2 separate regions of the Mus musculus genome follow, and region 2 is linked to region 1. The links are chromatin contacts, called in public HiChIP or PLAC-seq maps. All regions are on one chromosome and are shown on one strand. The core of a region is the stretch at or near the end of the contact, and the rest is flanking DNA. Distances in the headings are between cores, read along the strand shown. Region 1 overlaps Asap1 (ArfGAP with SH3 domain, ankyrin repeat and PH domain1). Region 2 has its middle 11 kb from the start of Gm46509.

Evidence for each region. HiChIP or PLAC-seq counts read pairs in DNA pulled down with a chosen protein or histone mark.
Region 2: a FOXA1 HiChIP or PLAC-seq map of pancreatic cancer cells shows a contact between it and region 1. The contact joins two enhancer-like sites. A contact is called at or near these places in 3 of 484 Hi-C or Micro-C datasets (the C2C12 cell line, the HL-1 cell line and muscle stem cells) and 2 of 115 datasets of contacts at active chromatin or transcription factors (pancreatic cancer cells and vascular smooth muscle cells).

What each region holds. Positions count from the first base shown.
Region 1 is chr15:64,221,595-64,226,355 of GRCm38.p6, forward strand. The region is part of intron 3 of Asap1 (ArfGAP with SH3 domain, ankyrin repeat and PH domain1); the gene reads right to left. Among named protein-coding and RNA genes, the nearest start is that of 1700010G06Rik, 90 kb to the right of the region's middle. Within about 2 kb of position 1,992, at least 85 of the 459 cell types and tissues checked have an H3K27ac peak or open chromatin away from gene starts, as enhancers often do. A contact at or near this core is called in pancreatic cancer cells, where this site is marked.
Region 2 is chr15:64,512,563-64,517,186 of GRCm38.p6, forward strand. No RefSeq gene overlaps it. Among named protein-coding and RNA genes, the nearest start is that of Gm46509, 11 kb to the left of the region's middle. Within about 2 kb of position 1,304, at least 8 of the 459 cell types and tissues checked have an H3K27ac peak or open chromatin away from gene starts, as enhancers often do. A contact at or near this core is called in pancreatic cancer cells, where this site is marked.

The DNA of each region.
Region 1 (4,761 bases), core at 742-3,241:
ATTCTTGGGCAGCCCACTGTGGCTGACATCACTCTTGGGCAGGTAGTCTCTGGCTGTATAAGAAAATAAGCTGCCGGGCAGTGGTGGCGCACACTTTTAATCCCAGCACTTGGGAGGCAGAGGCAGGCGGATTTCTGAGTTCGAGGCTAGCCTGGTCTACAGAGTGAGTTCCAGGACAGCCAGCCAGGGCTACACAAGAGAAACCCTGTCTCAAAAAGCTCAAAAAATAAAACAAACAAACAAACAAACAACCCTGAGCCTGCAAATGGTGTTCTGTCAAGATTTCTTACCCTGAATTCTCTGAATGATGCACCGTAACCTTAAAGCATAAGCCAAATAAAGCTCTTAGTCATAATTTATCCAGCAGAGGAAGGAAAGCAGAGCAGTGTGTGGTGTTGACTTATCCCCTCTGAGGGGATTTTCCAGCAGGTGTATGTTCTGTGCTACCCCCACCTCATCAAGCCACTCTACTCGGACTATGCAGCTCCTAGACAAGGAGCTTTGGCCAGCTGGTCTTTGTACTCAATGAAGCTCATTATCCTCTGTGTTAACCAGGATTCAGTTGAAATGGAAAAACTCCAATTTCCAAAAGCCAAAGGTTAGCCTCATTTTTATAGTACTATAGAGCTAGAAGAACCCTACATGTGGATGATATAGCCTAATTTTCATATTTATTTAACCAAAAGCAAAACTCCAAGCCCTGAGAATATAAACAACTTGCCCAAGTCCAGAGTTTGACAGTCTAGTACAGAGACTAAACAGAGAGCTGCCTCTTACTCATGGGGGTTTCTATGAGGAGGATATGAAGGTGACTCCAGGCTCCAATGGCCTATGAGGGCATTTGGTTCCTCAGAAGCTCAGTAAATGGGAAGGCAGATCCTGAGATAACCCCAAGTGCTTGGGAAACATGGGCCAATCAGGCCTCTGGGAGGATACAAGCTCCAGAGGCAAGTTTGGAAAGTACTAGAGAAAGAACATGGTGGGAGGCTTGGAGGAGCCTGGGGGATCTCTAACGGTGAGAGAGGTTGAGATGAGATCATGGGTGGGGAGAGCCATATGGACTTTGGTGTGGTTAAGTTGGAATCTGATAGCCCTCCAGGTACAAGTGCCCCTGGGAAATTTATGTGCAGTTCCTGCTCTTAAAGAACCTGAGGCAAGAGTGCAGTAAGTGTGAGGCCAGACTGGGCTAACAGCAAGTTTCTGTTCCTAAATCCAACCAGCCTAATGTGGTGATGTTTGCCCATATGGAAGGACGCCAAGTCAACGATAAGGGGGGACCTGAAGGGCCCAAGAGTATAGTCACAGGATCTCATCTTAACTGAAATTGCTGACACTTGACCTCTATTCCTAGTAACTAACACACTCTTATAACTGTATGTCTAGAATAAATGCTTATAGGATGAGTAAAATGAATATGCTTAGCAGCCAGAAAAGGTCATATGAACTGTATTCTTTCAAAAATTCAAATAGGAGTAACTTCAAAGCACTATAAACCATCATGATTTTCTTTTAATACTCAGCATGTAAAGAAAAATGTATTTTATACTCTTTCTAGAGCTGCTAAATAAAACAATACATGTGGGGTGTTAGATATACTAAACAAAACGTTGGTGTGGTCCTTTTCAGTAGACACTTAGGATAAAAATCAATCCTTTATTGAATAAGGAACTCACTGATGTTAATCAGAAGCCCTAGTTCTACAAGTATCTATAATATTTAAACTAGAAGAACGTCCCACTTTCTATGATCCACACTGGAATGAAGGACATCAAAAAGTCTGAAAAGACTTACAATAAGCACTGAAAACTGTTCCCCTTCCAAATTTTAGGCAAACAGCTCCAGAAACACAACTTTATCTTCAGATACATTATTAAGTGTTTTGCTTTTTTTTTTTTTTTTTTATTTTAGCAGAAGAATAAACACAGGCTTGTTCCAAGGCCCTGACCACAGGATTTCCTTAAATGATACACTAATGAAAAATGCAAACCAGTGGAAGGCCTGACTCACCGCACCAGAGACTGCTACATTCCAAACAAAGATCTGCTTCGTATCAAGGGAGAACTAGCTCCACAAACAACAAGTTTCCCTTACCCACTTGTCTTGCGAATATTTCTGCTTTTCCGTAACATGGAATCAAAGGACAAGACTCCTATCCCCAGTGATAGATGTGTGAATAGGAATAGCTCCTAAATCATTTACTTGTGTATAGTGCTTGATTCCAATTACTCTGAAGCTGAAGATGAGATCCAGGGTAGCCAGGGGCTATACTTTTTCCTCTAGCTGCACTGCTAAAATCACCAGGGGAGACAGGCTGATCCAGCAACCTAGAGATGTCTATCTGGCTGCAGAAGCGGGACAAGCTGGCCTATCAGGTCCCACTGCAGGAGTTAGAAAGAAGGGGTGGGACAAGTGATGCACAAGAAGCCACCACTGGTGTTGAACAACTACTGAGGAAGAAACACCACTATGAGCAAGAAACAAAGAAAAGAAAAGAAGAGAAAAGAAAAGAAAAGAAACAGATACAAGTCCATGTCAGACAGCAAAGAAAAAATAAATACAAGAAAGGGACCACAAGAAGGTGGGTCAGGAGGTGGGAAAGCCAACAGCTGTCCTTCTGAGGGAGCTGATCTGAGCCTCTGCTAGCTCAGGCGTGCTAAGTGAAATGGCCTTCCTTAACTCATGCACAACTTACACATCCCTATAAAGTGAGGCACACTGACCCATGAGGGCAAAGAATTATTAAAAAATAAGATCAAGGCACACAGCCTAGCTAGTTCTGCTGACCTTCTTTAGTAAGCTCCTTGAGGTTCACTACAATGACTGATTTTGAGGGCTTCCTATGAGCTTGGCACAGAGAAACACTAAGGAGGCAGGCACTCTTAATTATTGCACAGAGGAGGAATCTGAGGTGTAAAGGTGTTGAGTGGCTTGTCTTAAGGTCACGTCCTGATAAATGTGATCCACGCGAGCTTTTCTCACTCTGCTGCTCTGTGTTGAAGGCAGCGGCAGTTATGAGAGACCCTGTGAGAACTGATGAGAAGGAACAGCATAACTGGAAAGCGGAAAGAATTCTTAACCATGATGGGAACGTGGCATGGTATGAAGGCCAACAAAGAAAGTGTATGAACGGCCTACCTCCAGACAGGGGACTTGAAACATCAGAGTTGGAAACATTACAGATTCAGATCAGAAATGGTAAGCAGGCAGCATGTCACACAGAGAGAGCAGGGGAGGGATAAAGCACAGACACTCTTTCACCTCTTTTACAGTTCACCTGGGAGGAACACGTCACTAGGGTCTAGCCACGATCCTGTGATCCCCGGCACTCAGGCCAGACAGACATTGGCGCAGCCTTCACTCATCAGTCTACAAATGGTACTGGTGTAGCCAAGTAGCTGAGAGGCAGTATGGCTCCTGTCACCATCTCTAAAGACCTGGCCCAAGCACTGCCTCTCAACATGCCAATCTGTTTAGTTTGCACAACAATCGTACAAACTACTTTACAAAAATAACTGTCCTCCTGTAGTTACTCAGAGATTCATTATATCATACTTTATCTTGTCTCACTTCATGTCAGAAATCTAAGCACCGACTCAAGCTAACTAACATGTTTATCACCCGTCCCTGGAACATGAACACAAGATGGGAAGTAAAATGCTTCCCTGCCTGAAACGCAGGACAAGGCAGTGCTAGTGCACATCCAAGCCATGAAGACAGCAAAGTGCTAACAACACTATACTACTCAGAAGGCTCTACACGTCCTGCTTGGCTGGGCAGGGCAGGGCAAAGGTGACTGAGAAGACGGGCGTTCCACCTGGCCTCAGAAAATAAAGAGCCAGAGCACAAGGAAAGAATCAAACGGTCAGAATATCCAGAGCACCAGTAGTTTAAGCCTAAGGAAAATCAGAATATGATGACAATTTCTCTGAAGAAGAATGCTAAGCAGCTTACTCAACTCAAAACAGTAGGTAAATGGGGAGCTGGGCATCAAGCCCAGGCCATCCACCTCGGGAGTTAGGGTCTCAACTATGGTTGAGAACATACAGTGAAGAGCTTCCTCGACCTAACTCTTATGAGGCAGTGAGTCAGAGCGGTACCTCCACCTTCCTTCACGGGACAGTCAGCTATGATTGCCACCTTTCCTTCTTGGTAGTACTTCACGTGGAGTCTGTTAAAAAGGACATCGAGTGAGGCCTGTCTAGATAAACTCAGGAGCCACCAGCGCAGAGATGGCTAAAGCAACTAGAGAGCGGAGCATTCTATAGCGATGGTTCTTACGGACAGCTGTGCCATACACTGCTGACCAAGCAACTGCCAGCATCAGATAGCAGCATAGAGTTGGCACTCCACAATTCCTATCTTAGCATCTTCCTTCTGGGAATGCATGCCAAGGAAATTGCTCAGTTGGAAAAAAAAAGGCTAATGACTCAGAAGTGAATTAGAACAGTGATGGTTATTAGCCAAAATTTAGGCAATCTCCAGAGAGAAGATTACACAGAAATGGTTTGGGACAGTGACAAACAGTTCCATACAGTTATATTATGCTACTCGAAAAACTAACAGAAGACTGCAAACCCATAAAACAGTATAAAGCAAGAAGGCAAAGGCCACTGTTTAAAACTAGAAAAAAGAAAGACTTAAAAATCGTAACTAAAAATAGTTGGGTTAGAGGCATCACGGACGATCTGTTCTCTCCGAGTATTTTTAAAATCCAGTATTGTAGAGTATGCTAAACCTGAAAGAAAAAAAAAAAAACGAAAG
Region 2 (4,624 bases), core at 54-2,553, 290 kb after region 1:
GAGGAGGTTTTTTTTTCTCCACCTTTTATGGTTTTAAGGTGGAAGAGCTACAAAAAGAGGCAAACTATATATAACTGAAGGGAGAGAAGGAGAGAGGCAAGGAGGGATAAGACGGGAAATACACACTTATAGGAGCTCCCTCTCACCTTACTGTCTTGAGATATTTTATGCTGAAAATATGTTCCGTTTCCTATTGAGTTACCCAAGATCCCCCAGGAAACAAGGAGCGGAACTATATATCTGCAAGAAGCAGAAGGAGCACACTTCCTGCTTCAGATTATGGTCCTTCATTAGGTGATTGACCAAACTGCAATCATATTGTACTACTATGCAGCTACTTCTATAAAGAATGCCATTACACATCACAAACACTTCCCTGTACCATTAGCTCCATTTCCCCCTATGTTTATTGAAGTGCAGTTTCTTTTAAGCTGGCAATTGGTGGTATGTAGTCTCATGTGACCACAACCTATACCACATATGAAACACATGAAACACTTCTGTTACTCTGATGTATTTTCTGTTCAAATCACCCCCTGTCTCCATCTCGTTTTGAGGGGGGAGGGGCTTCTCCCACTGAATCTTGCATCTTTATCCACTTCATTTAAATGTGCGTGTGCAATGCACATTTTTTGGTGATCTTTAGTTTTCTTTTGCACTGCTATTGATAATCATCTTATTGATTTATATAGACTCTACTTTTTACCTAGAGTTCATTTTCAGGGTAAGGTCTCCACATATTAAATGACTAATTAAGTAATCTTGAGTCAGAGTCTGATGTATCCCAGTCTAGCCTCTAACTCTCTAAGTAGAGAATGACCTTGAACTGATCCTTAGAGGTGGGCAAAACACCCAGTTTATTTGGTGCTGAGGATAGAACCCAGAGCACTCTACTAACAGAGCTATATCCTCAGCCCTCTATATGTCTATATTTTTTCTTATATACTATGGCAAGCTTTAGTTTATGAGTTAAAAATAATAGAGCTTGCCATTTTGGACAGGAGGGATGATGGAGGACACAATGTAGGTAGGGGAGCCCCCCTCCCCATTTCAGGTTTCAGATCTGCCAGGACCCACTACTGGAGGGTTTATAACTTAGAATAGTTTACAAATTAGGATGCTAGTTACTGTGCTTAGTGGTTGTGTAATCTGTTGATTCTAAACTAAGATTGTGCAGTGTTTTTATTCACACAGTGGCTCAGCTGGGTTCCAGAGAAAAGTACACTGACAGGGCACCCTAGCCAGCCACAGGAATTTGGAAGTGTGAGGAGTGCATGGTAGTGGCCCACCCTGGGAACTTAGCAAGCTGGGTGGAGAGCTTTTGGAAGTCTGAGTCAGAGAGTCTGCCAGGCTGAGAACAGTTGGCCTGTCCACCAGTGCCCTGCCAGCAGGGGCATGGATTGCTTTCTAAATATTTCACTCAACAGGTGGCACTCAAGGTGAGGTGCTAGAATCCACTAGAAATTTAAGATTCTTAGCCTATGAGATAGAAATTTAGTCTGGGGACCAGTGCAGACAGTTAATGCTATTTATTATTTTGTTGTTGAGACATATCTGTTCCTAGCAGCTCCCCTTTTGTGGATTCTAAGAAGAAATTGACCATCTCTACCTCCAGGTAGGATACTACATTGTGAATGTGTAGCCACTGGGCAAAAATTACCTATTTTTATCTCCAGACAAAATACTGTCCAGAAAGAGGACCCACTATGCAGAAGAGTTGACTTATAATCTCTGCCAAGACAATGTAATTAGTTCTTCACTATTCTGTGTTACAAAGGTCTGTCAGATGACCCTGGGCCAGAAGGCTGAAGACTGATGCTCCAACTTCCTGACATACAGGAGCTGTATAGGTAGGCAGCTGTCTCTACAATAGTCTCAGTTCTGGAAGCTGTGCTGGGCTTCCTATATTTCCAGATAATATTGGTCATTCTCAGATTTCTGACTGAGTTGAAAGACTAGTTATAGTTTCATAGCCAACCCAGGCCTATTAGCATTGAAAGAATGTATTTAAGAGGATAGTTTTCAGATCATATACAAGCTAAACCAGGATATAATAGATATGGAAATATAAGCCTTTTTTTAAAAGTTATGCTAGCTAACAGAGTGTTCCATTTAATTGACCAAAATAATGGACTAGATGTTAGGTGTATCGTATACTTTATAAATTACAGAATGGTAATAGATATACTCAGTTTATATTTGAGAGAAAAGTTTTTTGGGGTTTTATTTTTGTTTGTTTGTTTTTTTAATACAGAAAGGTGAGATGTAGCAGAACCTTCCCCTAATGAACAAAGATTTTAGGGACCAATCACTGGGCAAGGAGTAGGCGGGACTTCTGGGTCAGAGAGAGGAAGAGGGGAGGCAGGAGAAAGATACTCCCTTTTGGATTGGAGAAATTATGGAGGACACAGTGTAGGTAGGGGAGGCTTCTGGTTCAAGTGGCAGATTCATCGGGATCTGCTACCAGAGGATTTATAACTCAGAATAGTTTACAAATTAGGATGCTAGTTGTTGCATCCAGCAATTGTGTTACCTGTTGATTCTTTAAAAAATACAGCATAGTGGCATGGTCTTTCATTCTCCTCTTTTATCCTAAACATTATGGTTCATTTCACCTTGTTAAAAAAATTAATGAGCTCTATCTATCTATCTATCTATCTATCTATCTATCTATCTATCTATCTATCTATCTATCCACACACACATATACATATGCTATATTTAGGAAGTAGAATTACTGGGCATAGCAACATAGCAATTGCTGAGTGAGTGTATGTTAAACTTTATTAGACATTGCCCAACATTACCCCCAAGTGGCTATCCCAATTTATAGTCCCTCAGAAATGCAAGCCACATTATCACTGAAACAGTTTAGTGCTTTTGCCAGTTGACTCACTGGCATTTTCTTTCTCTGACTGTCAATCAAGTTAGAGTTCTATGCATGTGCTTTTTGGCCAGCCATATAAATATCCTTTTAATAAAATTATGACTTTTGTCAGTTACTCTCACAACTGGAGTAGTTTTTATTTTCTAGATACACGTCTTTTTGTTTCCAGAACAATGTATCCCAGATATTTTAAAATAATTAATGGGTTGCAATTTAGTCTTTTCTTTGATAATGTCTTTGGATAAATGGATTTTAATTTTGATAATCCCATCCACCAAAATATAACTCAGGATTTTGTCACTTTGCAGTCAGCTTTGCCTACTTAAAGTTTAAGAAGGACTTTTACTGTGTTTCCTTCAAGAAGCTGTCTATCTTAGCTCTCACTTGCAGTCCTCTGCCTCATCTTGATTAATATATGCACAAAACTGAGGTCAAGCTTTTGCAGGCATATATTCAATTGTTGAATTATTGAAAATTATGCCCTTTTCTTCTTTGTTCATATTAATGCCTTTGTCACAAAGCAAGGGGACAGATGCCTACATGATGACTATTCCTAGACAAACAACTTTCACATGATTAACCTTGATCTTGTTATTGGGCAGTCATAGCAAGTATTGAAGTATAATACTGCGAGCTCTCCTTTCTTGCTCTTGAGAATGACGATTTTTGATTCTTCCCGTTTCTGTACACCTTTCAGAATCAGTCTATTAATGTTTTTCAAAAGTCTTTTGAGATTGATTAGAAATTCACTTATTCTACAGGTCAATTTAGGTAGAATTTACATCTATAATGTTAGTAATTTTAATGATAGTGTTAACAGGATATATTTGCTTTTTCATTTCTGTAATTTCTTTTACAGCATTTTTATTAGATATTTTCTTTATTTACATTTTCAAATGTTATCCCCTTTCCTGGTTTTCCCTCCGAAAAACACCCTCCCCTATTCTCTTCCCCCTGCTCACCAGCCCACCCACTCCCATTTCTTGGCATTCCCCCACAATGGGGCATAGAGCCGTCATATGACAAAGGGCCTCTCCTCCCATTGATGTCCTACTAGGCCATCCTCTGCTGCATATGCAGTTGGAGCCATGAGTCCCACCATGTGTGCTCTTTGGTTGGTGGTTTGGTCCCTGGGAGCTCTAGGGGTACTGGCTAGTTCATATTGTTGTTCCTCCTATGGAGCTGCAAACCCCTTCAGCTCCTTGGATCCTTTCTCTAGCTCCTTTATTGGGGACTCTGTACTCAGTCCAATGGATGGCTGTGAGCATCCACCTCATTATTTGTGATGCACTGGCAGAGTCTCTCAGGAGAGAGCTTTATCAGGCTCCTGTCAGCAAGCACTTGTTGGTATCCACAACAGTGTCTGGGTTTGGTGATTGTAAATGGGATGGATCCCCAGGTTTCTGGATGGTTATTTCTTTAGTCTCTACTCCACACTTTGTCTCTGTAACTCCTCCCATGGGTGTTTTGTTCCCCACTTTTAAGATGGATAGAAGTATCCACACTATAGTCTTCCTTCTTCTTGAGTTTCATGTGGTTTGTTAATTCAATCTTAGATATTCTGAGCTTCTGGGCTAATATCCACTTATCAGTGAGTGCATGCCATATGTGTTCTTTTGTGATTGGGTTACCTCACTCAGGATGATATACTCCAGGTACATCCATTTTTCTATGAATTTCATAAACTCATTTTTTTTTTAATTTTCAGTGAAGAGATCTTCAAATATTTTATTAATA